2 separate regions of the Capra hircus genome follow, and region 1 is linked to region 2. Evidence: chromatin contacts called from public Hi-C data. All regions are on one chromosome and are shown on one strand. Each heading gives the region's core, a stretch centred on a gene start, on an enhancer-like site or on the middle of the called end of the contact. The rest is flanking DNA. Distances are from core to core; before and after follow the strand shown. Region 1 has its middle 180 kb from the start of C11H9orf50. Region 2 has its middle 150 kb from the start of IER5L.

The links. Hi-C and Micro-C count contacts between places; a contact is called where the count stands out from the background.
Region 1: a contact with region 2 is called in a Hi-C map of blood, with 3 times the contacts expected there. The contact joins two enhancer-like sites. A contact is called at or near these places in 2 of 5 Hi-C or Micro-C datasets (both in blood).

What each region holds. Positions count from the first base shown.
Region 1 is chr11:99,313,804-99,320,231 of ARS1.2, reverse strand. No RefSeq gene overlaps it. Among named protein-coding and RNA genes, the nearest start is that of C11H9orf50, 180 kb to the left of the region's middle. Within about 2 kb of position 3,936, at least 5 of the 5 cell types and tissues checked have an H3K27ac peak or open chromatin away from gene starts, as enhancers often do.
Region 2 is chr11:99,242,695-99,249,448 of ARS1.2, reverse strand. No RefSeq gene overlaps it. Among named protein-coding and RNA genes, the nearest start is that of IER5L, 150 kb to the right of the region's middle. Within about 2 kb of position 4,623, at least 5 of the 5 cell types and tissues checked have an H3K27ac peak or open chromatin away from gene starts, as enhancers often do.

The DNA of each region.
Region 1 (6,428 bases), core at 2,687-5,186, 71 kb before region 2:
GCTCCCTCCCACCACCTCGTCTCCAGAGGCTCCTCTTTCATCCTGCCTTCCTTGTCCCCCAAGGGCCTCAGCATGACAGGCATCACACGCAGCAGATTTGGGGAGCACTTCAGCACTTCCCCTCCCCATCCTCCTCATTGTGTACGTAGAGAAGCTGAGGTCCAGACTAGGACAGTCAGCAGAGCGGCTGGGGACCATCTTTGCTGGACTCCTACCCTGACAGCCCTGTGTTTCCACGTAGGGGTATCTCACATTTGATTCTCACATCTGCCCAGAGCAAGATGAGTTCTAAGAGGAAGACTGGGCTGTCTTGCTCTAGCTCCTTCGATCGCGAAAAATGCAGACTCTCCTGTCAGCGCCTGTGCCCCCAAAGGAGTGAAAGGAGGCAGGAAGCAGGTCCATGTCTTGCCCAAGGTCATGTAGCAGAGCAGGCACAGTCAAAAGGGTCTCCTGCCTGAGGTTCCTCCTGTTCTTTAGCGTTAAGGCCGGCAAATGCATTGGCCTTGATTCCCTTTCTGTGCTCGTGGCAGACATGACTAATTGATCACAGCACTCTTCTTCTCAAAGCCAGGATGCAGCTTCAGAATCCTCCACGTAGGCTTCTCAAAACAGCTTTTACCAAGTGTGGAGTTGGCATCCAAGGGTGACACCTGTCCACCACTCTTCCCCAATTTACAGGTCTAGTCTGATCTTGTATCTGCCCCAGCACCCGGCCTGGTGCCCAGCACAGGTCACAGTGATAAACATTTGTTGAGTGAGCGAGTGAGTGAGTCAACAAATGATGACTGCTTAACGAATGTGTTGCTATTGTTGTTCAGTTGCTAAGCCTTGTCTGACTCTTTGTGATCCTATGGACGGCAGCACGCCAGGCTTCCCTGTCCTTCACTATTTCCCTGAGCTTGTTCAAATTCGTGTCCACTGAGTTGGTGATGCCATCCAACCATCTCATCCTCTGTCACCCCTTTCTCCTCCTGCCTTCAATCTTTCCCAGCATCAGGATCTTTTCCAGTGAGTCCGCTCTTCGAATCAGGTGGCCAAAGTATTGGAGCTTTAGCATTAGCATCAGTCCTTCTAATGAAAATTCAGGGTTTGTTTCTTTTAGGATTGACTGGTTTGATCTCCTTGCTGTCCCAGGGACTCTCAAGAGTCTTCTTCAGCACCACAGTTTGAAAGCATCAATTCTTCAGCGCTCAGCATTCTCTATGGTCCAACTCTCACATCCGTACTGAACGCCTCCCAAAGCCAGTGGCTCTAGGGCGGTTCCCTTCACTGTAACAGCATGACCACAAAACTAGTAGTAATGACCCCAAAATGCGAGGTCTCCTGAGTCTTGTAAGGTGCTTCAACTGGGGTGAGGAACCACTTGGGAGGTCATTTCCCCAGGGTCACATACGACCTGGTCTCCCGCTTCTTGGTCCAGCACTCTGCCCGTGATGAAAGGAAGAAAGGATGAGTGGAGTGAGTGATGGGTGACTGTCCCCTACACGGGGAGGCATTCAGTGACTCAAGGCGAAAGGACTGACTTTGACACAGGAGCAGGCAGTTGGTTGGCCCACGGCCCCTCCCCCTCCCCAGTATTTTCATTAGGACTCTTCTGCTGCACCTGGCTCCTTGGCCCCTGCCCCAGAAGATGCAGATGCCTCTGCTGGCTTTATTAAGGACCTATTAACCCAGTGTCTCTCAGGCCTGGGTTATAGAAACAGCTCTGGGCAGAGCTAATGATGCTGTCATTGCAGACCTCGGTGGAAAGCCCCAGAGGAGTTCCAGTGGGGAGGGCAGGGAACCTGGGGTTACAGCGAGGGCTGCAGAGTCGCACAGGCCTGCCTGGTTTCACCCCAGTTCCTCTACTAATTGGCTCTGTGGCCTTGGGGCACCTCACTTCCCTTGTTTTGAGTCGCAGCTTCCTCATCTATAAAATGGGGTAATAATGTATTTGTTTGAAAATTCATTGCGCTAACGCCTGACACCACCCAGCATGCAGCAAGCAAAGCACTCGCTATAACCAGTAACATCCTAACGACCCTCTGGGAGCCGGGCAGGGAGAAGCGCTCAGAACACACTGACCACCTGGTGAGACAGCCAGTGGCTCTGCACATCCCGAATTTATGGAAGAAAAACTGAGGATCCTAGGGAGGTTAAGTGCTTGGCCAAAGCTTCACTTCCAGGAAGGGACAGGGCCAGGATTCAAATGTAGGCAGTGGATGCCACAACCACAACCCAACCGGGGCCATTTCCTGCCTGAAGAGGGAACAAAGCCTAGGGCATGAGGGAGAGGCTGGGGGGCTGCCTCTCCCACCAGTGCCTTAAATGACAGCACGGCAGAGGGGAGAGGGCACTGGGACAATCATGGAGATTTTGGCTTCCAACCCAATTAACTGCAGCATCTGGATGCCACCCGTGACCCCTGGAAGTATGGGTGACCCCAACCCTCGGCGATAAATAACAGGGAGGAGCAGGCACGGTGGGAGAACTGGGGTGAGCTGCCAGGTTGACGCAGGGCCTGGTGGGACCCACCTGGCTCTCCACAGGCAGATGTGCCCCTGAGGGTGTCTCCCACTGAGAGTGCTGAGTCTCTGCCGGTCTCAGGAAGGCCCAGAATGGCTGAAGCCCAGAGTGTCGATTCAAAGGGAGGGCTGTGGCTTGAGCCACAGAAAAGGTCAGAGGATGAGCAGGAAGGTGGGGAGAACAGTAGCAATAGAGACAACCCAGTGCTTGCTCTCAGTGTCCATGACTCCACCCCGTGACCAACTTTGTAATACCGGCCACTTTCTAGCTGTGTAATCCCCAGCCGGTGACTTCATCCGAGGCTGTCCTCTCACTTGTGACACTGGGATCATCCTGGTACTTACCTTGCAGGGTTATTTGAAGGCTAAATTAGATAAGGAAATTCAAGGACTGTGCAATCGTGCCTGGCAAAGAGTTAAGTTCCCCATCAGTGGTTCTAAGTATTATCCCCATTTGCCAGATAGGAAGACTGAGGCCTCAAGAAGGTAAGTGACTTGCCTCAGATTGTACAGTAGGTTCAGAGCCTGTGCCAAAGATGGACCTCAGGGCCCAAGGCAGCAATCCTGAGTCACACCACGGAGAGTGGTAAACCTCCTCCAGCTCCAGTAAGAGCTGCCATGTTCTGGGCACCTACTCTGTACCTGGCACTGTGCTAAGAGCTTTTGTGCGTAACTTAACAGAACCATCACAACTTTCAAGACAGGCATTGCATTGTTCTTATTGTCCAGACGTACAAGCTCTGGGGAAGCCAAGGGGGTTCACCACCAGGACTGATTCTGAAGTCCTGGTTCTCAGCACAGGCTACTGCCCTCTGGACGGAGGTTGTCTTTATCTTTGTTTTACTAACTGCTCCCAGCTCCCTTCTGTGTCTTTCTTTCCTCCTCCAAGAAGAGGAGGGATAAATATGATGCTAAGTCGGCCACGGTGGGCCAGAAGTCTTCTGATCAATCCCTTCAGGGCTGGGGCCCCTCTCTCGCTCCTCAAAAGAGGGAGAGAGAATGAGAGAAGAAAACTCACCCAAGCCCCTCCCACTCGCCTTTGCTCTACCCAGGCTGAGTGGCCAGAAACCAGGCAGCCTACACAAGGTCACACTGGGGAACCAGGCTGGATGGAGGGGGCAGGGGGAGGGGATTTGAAGCAGCAGTCCCCCTTCTGTGCACACATGCTCCCTACATTCCCATCTGGTCAGCCTGGATGCTGAAAATCTAAGTCTGCCCATACAAAAAACAAAAGTGTCTCCTTTCCATTATAGAAAACCCTAGAGACCTGGGCTGCTCTGCTTGCCATATCTGTTGGCCAGTGTGGCCAGGGCAGGGGCTGGGTGAAATGACAGTTGTCCTGGCCAGAGAAGAGAGGTCCCAGCCCTTGGTCTGGGACCCCACTGGAGCGATACCCTGGGGAGCGGCCCAGAGAGCCTGGAGCCCACCACCACCAGGAGCAGCGCCAGATGAGGAGGCTCCAGGCTCCTGGCTTCTGCCCCAGCACGTAGGCCCCCTGACCTGTCCTCCTGAGAGCTCCTGGCCTGTCCATCCGAGGTGACCCTTTCTCCTTCCCCACAGAAGCCCAGACCTCTGACCCTTATTAAAAACAAACAAAATCCGAAGAGGAGAAAAAAAAAAATCCTGCACAAACAGCCTGCCCTCCAAAACACACACACACACACAGCCTCAGACGTGCAAGGCTGCAGCCAGGCTTCCACATAAACAAGTTGTTGCAGAGTGGCTTTTGTTTATGAAACATTTAGGTTCCCTCAACTTTTTTTTGTGGGGGGGCAGGGGGAGGGGGTGGGCTGTTTCACAGTTTTCTGGTGAACAGGGAGTGGAGAGGGAGCCTGGGGTTTGCCTAGATTTCACTTCTCCCTCTGTGTTCTCTGCCGGTTAGAATCTGGGGGAAGGTGATATGAGGGGAAAGGGACCAGGCAACGCAGGAGATGTGTGGGGGGACGGGGGAAACCCTGGGCATCACCTCAAAGTCACCCCCCGCCCCCCATGGGAAGGTCAGGCTCAGAGAGGGCTTCAGGCAGCCAGATCAGCCCCAGGGCCTCGTTAGACAGTCCCAGGCCAGGCCTCCTGCAGGGCAGAGCGGGTGTTCCGCGTCCCCTCGGCGGCGTCCCGGACACGACCCAGCGCCTGACGCTCAGAAAACATTTGGGACCGCGCGGGCTGAAGTGTCCCTGCCCCCTATCCCGCACCAGGCACCGCACCTTCGATGCCTGGAAACCAGCGAATCCGCCAGAAACAAAGGCAGGGCTGCTTTTACAAACGCAAACAACAAACAATTTTGCTTTTTCGTTTCCCCCCCCCCCTTCTAATCCAAGCGGGCAGCTAGGCAAGTATGGGGGTCCGGGCGGGGCCAGAGCTGCACCGTTCGGGCCCCTCCTCGGCGCCCCTCGACCCCGCGTCCGTCGCGCGGGACTGGCCCCAGGGCGCATGCGCGGGCCGGGGCGCCGGAGACCGCGGCCGCCCGCGCAGCCTCGCGCGAGCCGGTCTCCGTGGTAACGAGCTCGCGGGGGGGAGGGGCCGGGCGCGCGGGCCGCGGCGGCAGCTATTTCTGCCGCTTCCTGTTCCTCCCGGCCACGTCGCCATGGCAACGGTGTTACTCACCGAGGCCGCTTCCAGGCTCTGCCGGCGCGCGTGACCCCGGCCGCCCGCGCCCCCTCGTCTCTCACTTGCTGTGCTCAGGCTCTCTCCCCCCCCAATCCCGGCGTCGTCCTCCTCCGGCACCGCACACCCCGGTGCCCCCTCCTCCCCGCCCCGCCGGTGCCCGCGGCCGCCCCGGAGCGAGCGAGCGAGCGAGGGAGGGAGAGATTGATGGGGGACGCTTATTAAAAAACATTGTAACCGTTTCCGTTTTTATTACGTTGACAAGGAAGCGTTATTTACTGTTATTGTTTGCCGAGCGGGCCGCGCCGGAGCGCGGGCGGCCCTCCCGGGAGCTCACCTTTCGGGCGTTCCCGGGGTTAGTCGAGGGTGGAAGCGGCGTGGGGCGGGGGGGGGGGGGCAGGGGGGGGGGCAGGGAGCGGGTGCTGGGCAAGGACCGGGGCGCTCCTCGCCCCATCCCCACGCCCGCCCAGCCGACCCCACCTTGCCGGGCCTGTTGTTTGCGTGGGGGAGAGAGTGCAGAGGCCGGGTGACTCGTGTTGAAGGAGAAGGCAACAAAAAATTTTTTTAAAAAGGAACAGATGACTTCATTCTCCTCGGGAAGGCTCTGTCCTACGTGGACAATTTCCTGGGGACTGTGGTGGAACAGCCCCGCTGCCGCTGGAAGCACACGAAACTAAACCAGAAAAAAACCAAAAAATTCTCGGTCTTGCCTGAAACCCAGCCAGGGGAGGCTGGTGGCGCGTGAACCGCGAGGAGGGTCGAATTCTTCCACTCGCGCTTGGGGCTTGGCTTCCAACAAACCTCCCCACTTAAAACTCCTGTACCCTGAGAGAGTGAGCAAGTGGCCTAACGTCACACAGCCAGGTTTCATTCTGCCCGGACACCTGCAGGGACAAACCCAGCAGAGACCGGGGAGCAGAGCCAGTGTTTGGACCCGGGGCCTCGGAAGAGGGGTGAGGCTCAGCTTGAGTCCAGGCGAGGGGAGATGAACTCGGCAGGTATAAACCCCGGTTCCTCCAACTCCGGGCTTACCCCCACAGGGAGCCCTCAACTGGGGATTTGTCGGGGGAAGTGTCCGTGGGGGATCGGATGGACCTGAAGGATGCCCCACCCCCAGGCCCCTGCTGAGATGTTAATCTCACCTGCTAATGAAAGTTGGCAATCCTGTCCCTAGTTTAACTCCCCACTCTTAGCTGAAATGCAAACAGTCGTGCTCTGTACAGAGAAGCAGAGGAAAGAGCCAGAGAAAAAGGGCCTGAATTCATAATCTAAAAAGGACTTTAAAAAAATCTGTTTATACTTATAAACAAACGACTCTTA
Region 2 (6,754 bases), core at 3,374-5,873:
GCGCATTTATCCCCTCCCTTGTCCATTTCAACAGTCCAGAGACTACTGTGCGCTTGGCCTAGCTTGGGGGAGGCCCCAGTGAGTTCTTGATCACAGCACCACTTGGGAAGCCGGTGGGAGGCCCTAAAGAATGCTTCAGAGGGTCCCAAGGGAAGAGGTATTCAGAGAGGGGCAATGTCCAGGTCCGTTCAAAATGGTTCTCAATGAAAGAATTTTCTTGACAGGCTGCAGAAAACAGTCACTTTAGTACCACTGGTACTATGACTGGGGTTGGGGCCAGTTCAGGGGAGGTGACACCTTGAGGCCTGGAAGAAGGGTGGACTGTCCCAAAACACAAACCAGTTGAGGGAGGACTTGGAACATGGGGTCATCATCGTCTGGTTGGGCTCCGGGGACACGGAGGGTGAGCCTCGGGGTGAATAAGATCTGTCGAGAGCAAAGGACCTGAGCCTGGAAAAGGAGCCTGGCCTGGGCAGGGGTCCTGAGATGTTCACGAACATCAGGAACGTCCTAGAGAGAAATCCCCACTTTTTCGGTTCCCCCAGGGTTCACGTTCCTGAGGGATAGATGATGGAGACAAAAATGAAACAGACAAGCAACTGGTTGGGATGTAGGAGGTGGCGAAGGCAAGGGGAAGATGTGGCTGGTCAGGGAGGACTCCTGCAGGGAGCAGGGTTGTGGGGGAAGAGATGGGCCCAGGGGGTATCTGGGGGGAACTCCAGGAGAGATGGCCTGAGGGACTCCAGGGCAGGGTGAACTTGAGAGACTGGAGGAGGGTGGGGGTGAGCTGGGGGCCTGGGGATGGACCTGGAGGAAGGGTGGGAGGCGAGGAGGGATGGGGGCTGTGACAGTCAGGTGCAGATACACAAGGTGATCTTCTCCAGAGAGCTGTGCACAGCCCTCGTTTCCTTCCCAGAATTCCCAGGCTCACCCATCAGGCAACAGGCTATGCCCCATCCCCCTGTCACCACAGTCCTCATCTATGCGGGGCCTTGGGGGGGGCTCAGCCTTTTTGGATCCTCACAGCTGCCTGTGGGGTGTCCCGCCCTCCGTTCTGCTGCTGAAACAGCAGAGATGTTTGCTGGAAGGGGGAGCAGGTTTCCGGGTGGGGATGTAGCAGGCAGGAGGCCTACACTGCAGGGAGATGGAGACCCTCAGGGAAATTCACACCCCAGCTGCTCGCCAGCCTGAGGACAGGCGCTCTCAGCTGCTGTCATGTCGACACACACACATGCATGCTGACACACACGTGTGTACATGGACAAACGCACAATCCCGCCCTCACACTGAGACGCACACACTGGCAAACAGATAAACAGCCACGATGACACACACACAGACCAGAACACTGCCACACTGCACACGCGCGCACACACACAATCGCCTCTCCAGTTGGTCTGAGCTATTGCTCCAGAATGGCCATCTCTTTAGGTTGGAGCCTCCTCTGGGAAATCTTTGCATCTTCATATGATCCTCCAGGCTGCCCCCCAGCTGCCGTTGTTGCCTAAAATCCTGAGAACTAAGGAAACATTCCTTTAAAACTCACTTCAGATTATAGGCTGAAACCGTATTTCAGAAATTCTAGTCTTCAGGATCGTTCTGATGTGGGCTTGTGTTACCAGGCAGGTGGGGACAGGTAGGCTGCTGAGCGCCCTGCAAGGGGAGCTAGGGTTGGAGAGCAGGGGTTGTTGAGGAAGGGTTAGTCTGGGCAGATTCCACACCCGCCCCACCCTCCATGGCTGGGAGCAAACTCCACAAAGCAAGAGCTGGCCAAGGGCTAAGTGGGTCAAGGAATGGCTCTGAAAATCCCATCCACCCCCCACAACTCACTCTGCAACCCTCCCCAAGGGACTGTGAGCCTCAATTTCCCCATCTGTACAATGGATGCGATCCACCTTTTAGGGCTAGTGCAAAGAGTTAAATGACACCCATACACCTATAAAGTTAAAAGCCCTGGAAGCCCAAGAAAATTAAGTTTTGGGGGGGGCGCGGGTGGGATGGTAAAAACTCGGCAGCAGTGGCCTCTCGGGTGTAACAGGGCTGAAAATAACCGGCATTTTCCTTTTCTCTGCGGCTGAAGCCGCGCTTCCCATAGGACCGAGCCTGCTTATCAGTAGCAAAGCCGCTCTCTCTGCCAGAAGGTGACTGTAGGGCTCGGCTCCCCTCTCCAGCCTTCAGCCCGACTCCTAGAGAGGAGAACAGTGAATTCCCTCCTCCTGGTTCAGGTTTCTACACCGCCCCCCAAAACCCCTAAACAATTTTGCATATATTTAAATCTTCTCTGCTGTTTCTAGGCTTGAGCCGACCCCCACCCAACAGCCCCCGAAAAAGGGAGAAAGAAATTACAAAAGCCCGTCATTTGTCTCCATCCCCGCACCCCATCTATCAGGGCCGCCGAGCCCGTCGGCTCGAATGATGCGCGCGCCCGGACGGCGCTTTAATGGGGCGCCGCGTGTGACTGTGCAGCCGGCCGGCATTTGCATACATATTAAACGGAGCAGTAAAAAATGCAGACATGCAAACCATTTGGACGGGCTCCTCGGCGAGCCTGCCAGGAAATCAATCTTCTGGTTTCTTAAAGGAAACCTGCTCGGGAGGAGGTGGTGAAGCCTCGCAGCCCGCCGGCCCTGGGAGGGGAGCGGCCAGCATCTGTCCATCTGTCTGCGGAGGCCAGTCGGTTGTGAGGGTCCTTCCCGGCCACGGACTTGGTGGAGCCTCGACAGGGAGCCAGGGGGGCCAGGGGACCAGAAGGCATCATCAGTCGCTTCGAGAGTGGATCCTGGCTGGACCGGCTGTGTGCCCTGGAGTAATAGTGATAGTGCCCTAGGTGATAGCGATAATTTAGCGCAGCCCCTCCCCCACCCCCAGGGGATGCTGGAGATTTTCCTCTCAGTTCATGGCTCTGGGGCCTGATGACTAACCCAAGGTGGCCCATCTCCTCTATGAAGAGCCTGGATCCCAAACCAGGTTTGGAAGAGATCCCCTAAGAGCACAGGTTCTGGAGGCCTGAGTTCCAAGTCAGGCTCCATTCCTTACAAGCTGTGTGACCTTGAGCAAATGCATCAACCTCTCTGCTGGTTTTTTTTTTTAAAGTGTGTGTGTGGGACCAATATACTTCCTTCTTGAGTGTGTTGTAGAATAAAGTAGGTCATTCATTATCTGGCTCACAGTAGGACTTAGATGCAGAGCAAAGTGTAGGAAGGTCCTGGTATCACTGGTGTGGTTTTCCAGGTGAAAATTCCTCACTATGTCTGCATGGCTTGGCGGCCGCTTGTCCTACAAGCCTCCTCATCTCTAAACGCCTTGTTTGATTCTCACAGGAACTCCTAGCTCACACGGACTGCCCACCCTGCCCTCTGCAGAGGTGGGGTCCCAGGGGCTCCACTGCCCATTCCAGACAGATGTGGCCAAGACGGCACCTCTGAGGGCTCTGAGACCATCATCTGCTGGCAAATTGGGCAAAGCCCAGGTCCTGGCGGGGGACACCCTGAGCCAGTCCCAAACAGTCTGAATGTCTGTGGGACCAGAAAAGGCAAGTGGCCCAGAGTCTCCACAGAACCAGAGCAGTCCTGTTGCTCCACCCACCCTCTCTCTCAATCCCACTTTACAGATGAGGAAACTGAGGCTTGGAAAGAGGTGTGTGGCCACAAATTCGAAGGTGGTGGAACCGGGGTTAGAACTGGGTCTGAGTGATAGCAAGGACCACTCCCCAGAGGTCACTTGTAAATACTGTCGACAGAAGAAGCTCTTTCTGCATTGTCAGGAATGCTGCTGTCCCTAAAGAAGGTGTGTGCTTGTGGAGAAAGACCAGTTTTGTGGGCTCAGCATGCTATTCAGAATTCACGAAGCTCCTTCCTTGAAGGGAACTGGAGGAAGCAGTGGACGGGTTTTTTGTTTGTTTTGTTTTGGCTGTACTGAGTCTTCACTGCCCTGTAGCAGGTGGGATCTTAGTTCAGTGAAGGACCTTAGTTCCCCTACGGGGCTTCAAACCCGTGTCCCCTGCACTGGAAGGAGGAGTCATTACCACGGGACCATCAAGGAAGTCCCAGGAGTGGGTGGCTTTTGAGAACCAGCTTGAGTGTGGTGGGTGTTCCTCCATTTCCTCCACACTCCTGGACAGGCTGAGTATTGGACAGTGCTGGGGCAGTGATGGGGACGGTGGGTGCACCCAGCCCCATGAGAGCCGCTCTCCTCTCTGAGACCCTAGCCCTGAGTGAAGAGCCAGGCTAGGGGCAGGAGAGGCCCTGGCCTTCAGGTGGGAGAGAGTCTCCGGGAATCAAAGCTTCCCATCTGAGCGGCAAAGGGGCCTCCACACGGTGCTGAGTTGCAGCCTGCTACCATGGGAACAAAAAGGTCAGAATCCAGGGTGTGGTCCAGCTGGACGCGCCTCCCTGTGCGACCTTGGGCAAAAGCCTTGCCCTCTCTGGGCCAGGGTGGCTGAGCTGACTGCACTCCTTCTGTCCCTCCCCCTTTGGAAGGCCCTCCTTTTCACCCCTGGCCTCCAGGCTCTCAGGGGCCTCTGTCCCTCCACCTCTCGCTGCAGGCCCCAGAGGACAGGCCGCCCCCACTGCCTGGCAGGCAGCGGGTGGAGGGAGCTGGCAGGGCGGGAAAAGGCAGGAGGGGCAGGAGTTACAGGAACCGGCTGGGCCTGGGCGATTGCTCAACTGGGGAGCCTGGCCCGGCCCGGCCTCCACAGGCCCCCACTTCCCCCAGTCACCCTCCCTCCTAGCTCTGCATTGCAAACATTCCTCTCCAACCTCGGCTGCTGCAGCCCCGGAAGGGGGAACTGCCGCAGACACAGCACGAGGCAGCCAGAAACACTTAACCCCTTCCTCGCTTCCAGGCAGAGCCCGCAGGCTGGAGGATGGGGCTGGGCCTGGGTTCCCAGACTCCGGCGTGACCCGCTCAGGTGCACCGCCAGCAGCCCCGGTGGGCCCCAGGTTAGCAACCTGGATCAACAGGCCATCTGTGGGATCACAGAGTGACCGCGCAAGGACTTACTGGGCAGACGCTTCCAGAGTGTTCACTGGGTGCCCAGCACTGCATCTGGTATAAAAAGGAATATCCAGTGGGGGGCACCCACAGAGCCCACCTTCTAGTGGGGGGTGGAGTGCAGATCAGACAAACAGGCTTTTTTTTTTTTTTAGCTCACGACAGTGATGAGTGTGTTACAAAGGAAAAGTACAGGGTGAGCCTGACTGTGAACTGAAGTCACTCAGTTAGGCAAGGAGGGCTTCCTGGAAGAAGTGACATTTAGCAAGCAACAAGAAAAAGAGAAGGAGAATGTGTCAAGCAGAAGGGTGTGAGGCTCCCGAGAGGGGAGAGAGTTTTCATGGTTCAGTCTATGTGCCTGGAGGGCACAGGGTAAGGGGTCGAGAGCCCCTAAGTGGGAGGGCTAGGCCTATGCCAGACCCCAAAAGGTTTGGGGTCATTTTCGAGCTTGGATTGTCTTCTAAGGGCGGTGAGGAGCCATGGAAAACATTTACCTGGGGAATAACATGATCAAGTTCAGTCTTAGGCACCAAGAATCCCATAGCCAAGAAATGAAACCAGCACGGTTTTCAGATACAGATCAAATATACGCGAAGACCAGAATACCTGCAACTTACCAAAGTGCCACCAACAGGAGACGTTTCAAATGGCAGCCTGGCAGCTGGGCCTGGCACCTGGGCCTCCTGGGGCCCAGGGGCCACTCTGAGCCCTGCCATCCCCAGTCCAGCCGGAGGCAGCCAGCTGAGGGGGCTCCTCCTCCTAGGACAGGATCCACCCCTCCCCCATGCCAGACCCCGCTCTGCAGACAGCTGGAGCTTCATAAATGCAGCACTTTGTGTTGAAGTTGGGAGGGGCTGAGAGACCACCCAGGCCCACAGACTCCTCGCTTCAGAGGCAGCAAGGGCTGGCCCTGGCTTCTACTGGGGGCCCAAATGCAGTTAGGCCTTGGGCCCAAGCTGGGGATGCTTGGGCACAGGGGGGCCGAGGGGGCACGGATCTTAGATGCTCACAGCATGTGTCCAGAGAGGAGGCCAGCACACCCAGCCTGTCCATGACCTTGGCACCTCAAGATCTCTGTGGACCACCCCCTACCAACTAAAGCCCCTTCCTCTCCCCACCTTTCATGGGACCTCACAGAGGCTGAAAGAAGCAGAGATTCAAATCCAGGAGACTAGGAACTGTTTGGAAGGGAGTGGTCACCAAACCTAGCTGATGGACTGCTCCACTCCTGTAGAGCTTGAAGGCATGAGTCAGGGGACAGAGTAAGTTGGTGGGAAACTTCTGTATTGTTTTCGCTGTAGCTGAGTTTCCTTTTCTTTTTTCTTCTTTTTAAAATTGAAGTGCTACTTAGATCGTCAATATACCAGAGATGGAAATGGAGCTCTCTTGATTGGAGAGGAAGCAGGTGGCCTGGGACTTCGCCGTGAACATCTACATAAGCTCTGTGTCCTCCTGGGCAACCCCAGGTTCCTAGGGTGGGCAGGCAGGCCCAGCCTGAGACTTTAGGGATGGGGAAACTGAGGGCCCGGGAGGCGGAGACACTTGTCTGGAGTCACACAGCCCTGAAGGATGGAGTCAAGGGCTGTCAAGCCAGCCTGAGCCAAACACCTTCCATCAGGCAAGGCCCAGGCTGCAGGTCAGGAACTTGCATCCCCACTCTGGTTTCTGAGCATCTCTAAGCCTGGCCTGTTGGTTGGGGCAGCAAATTGAGCCAGAGCTCCCCAAATCCCACCTCAGCAGGGTGAGACTTCCGAGGGGAAAA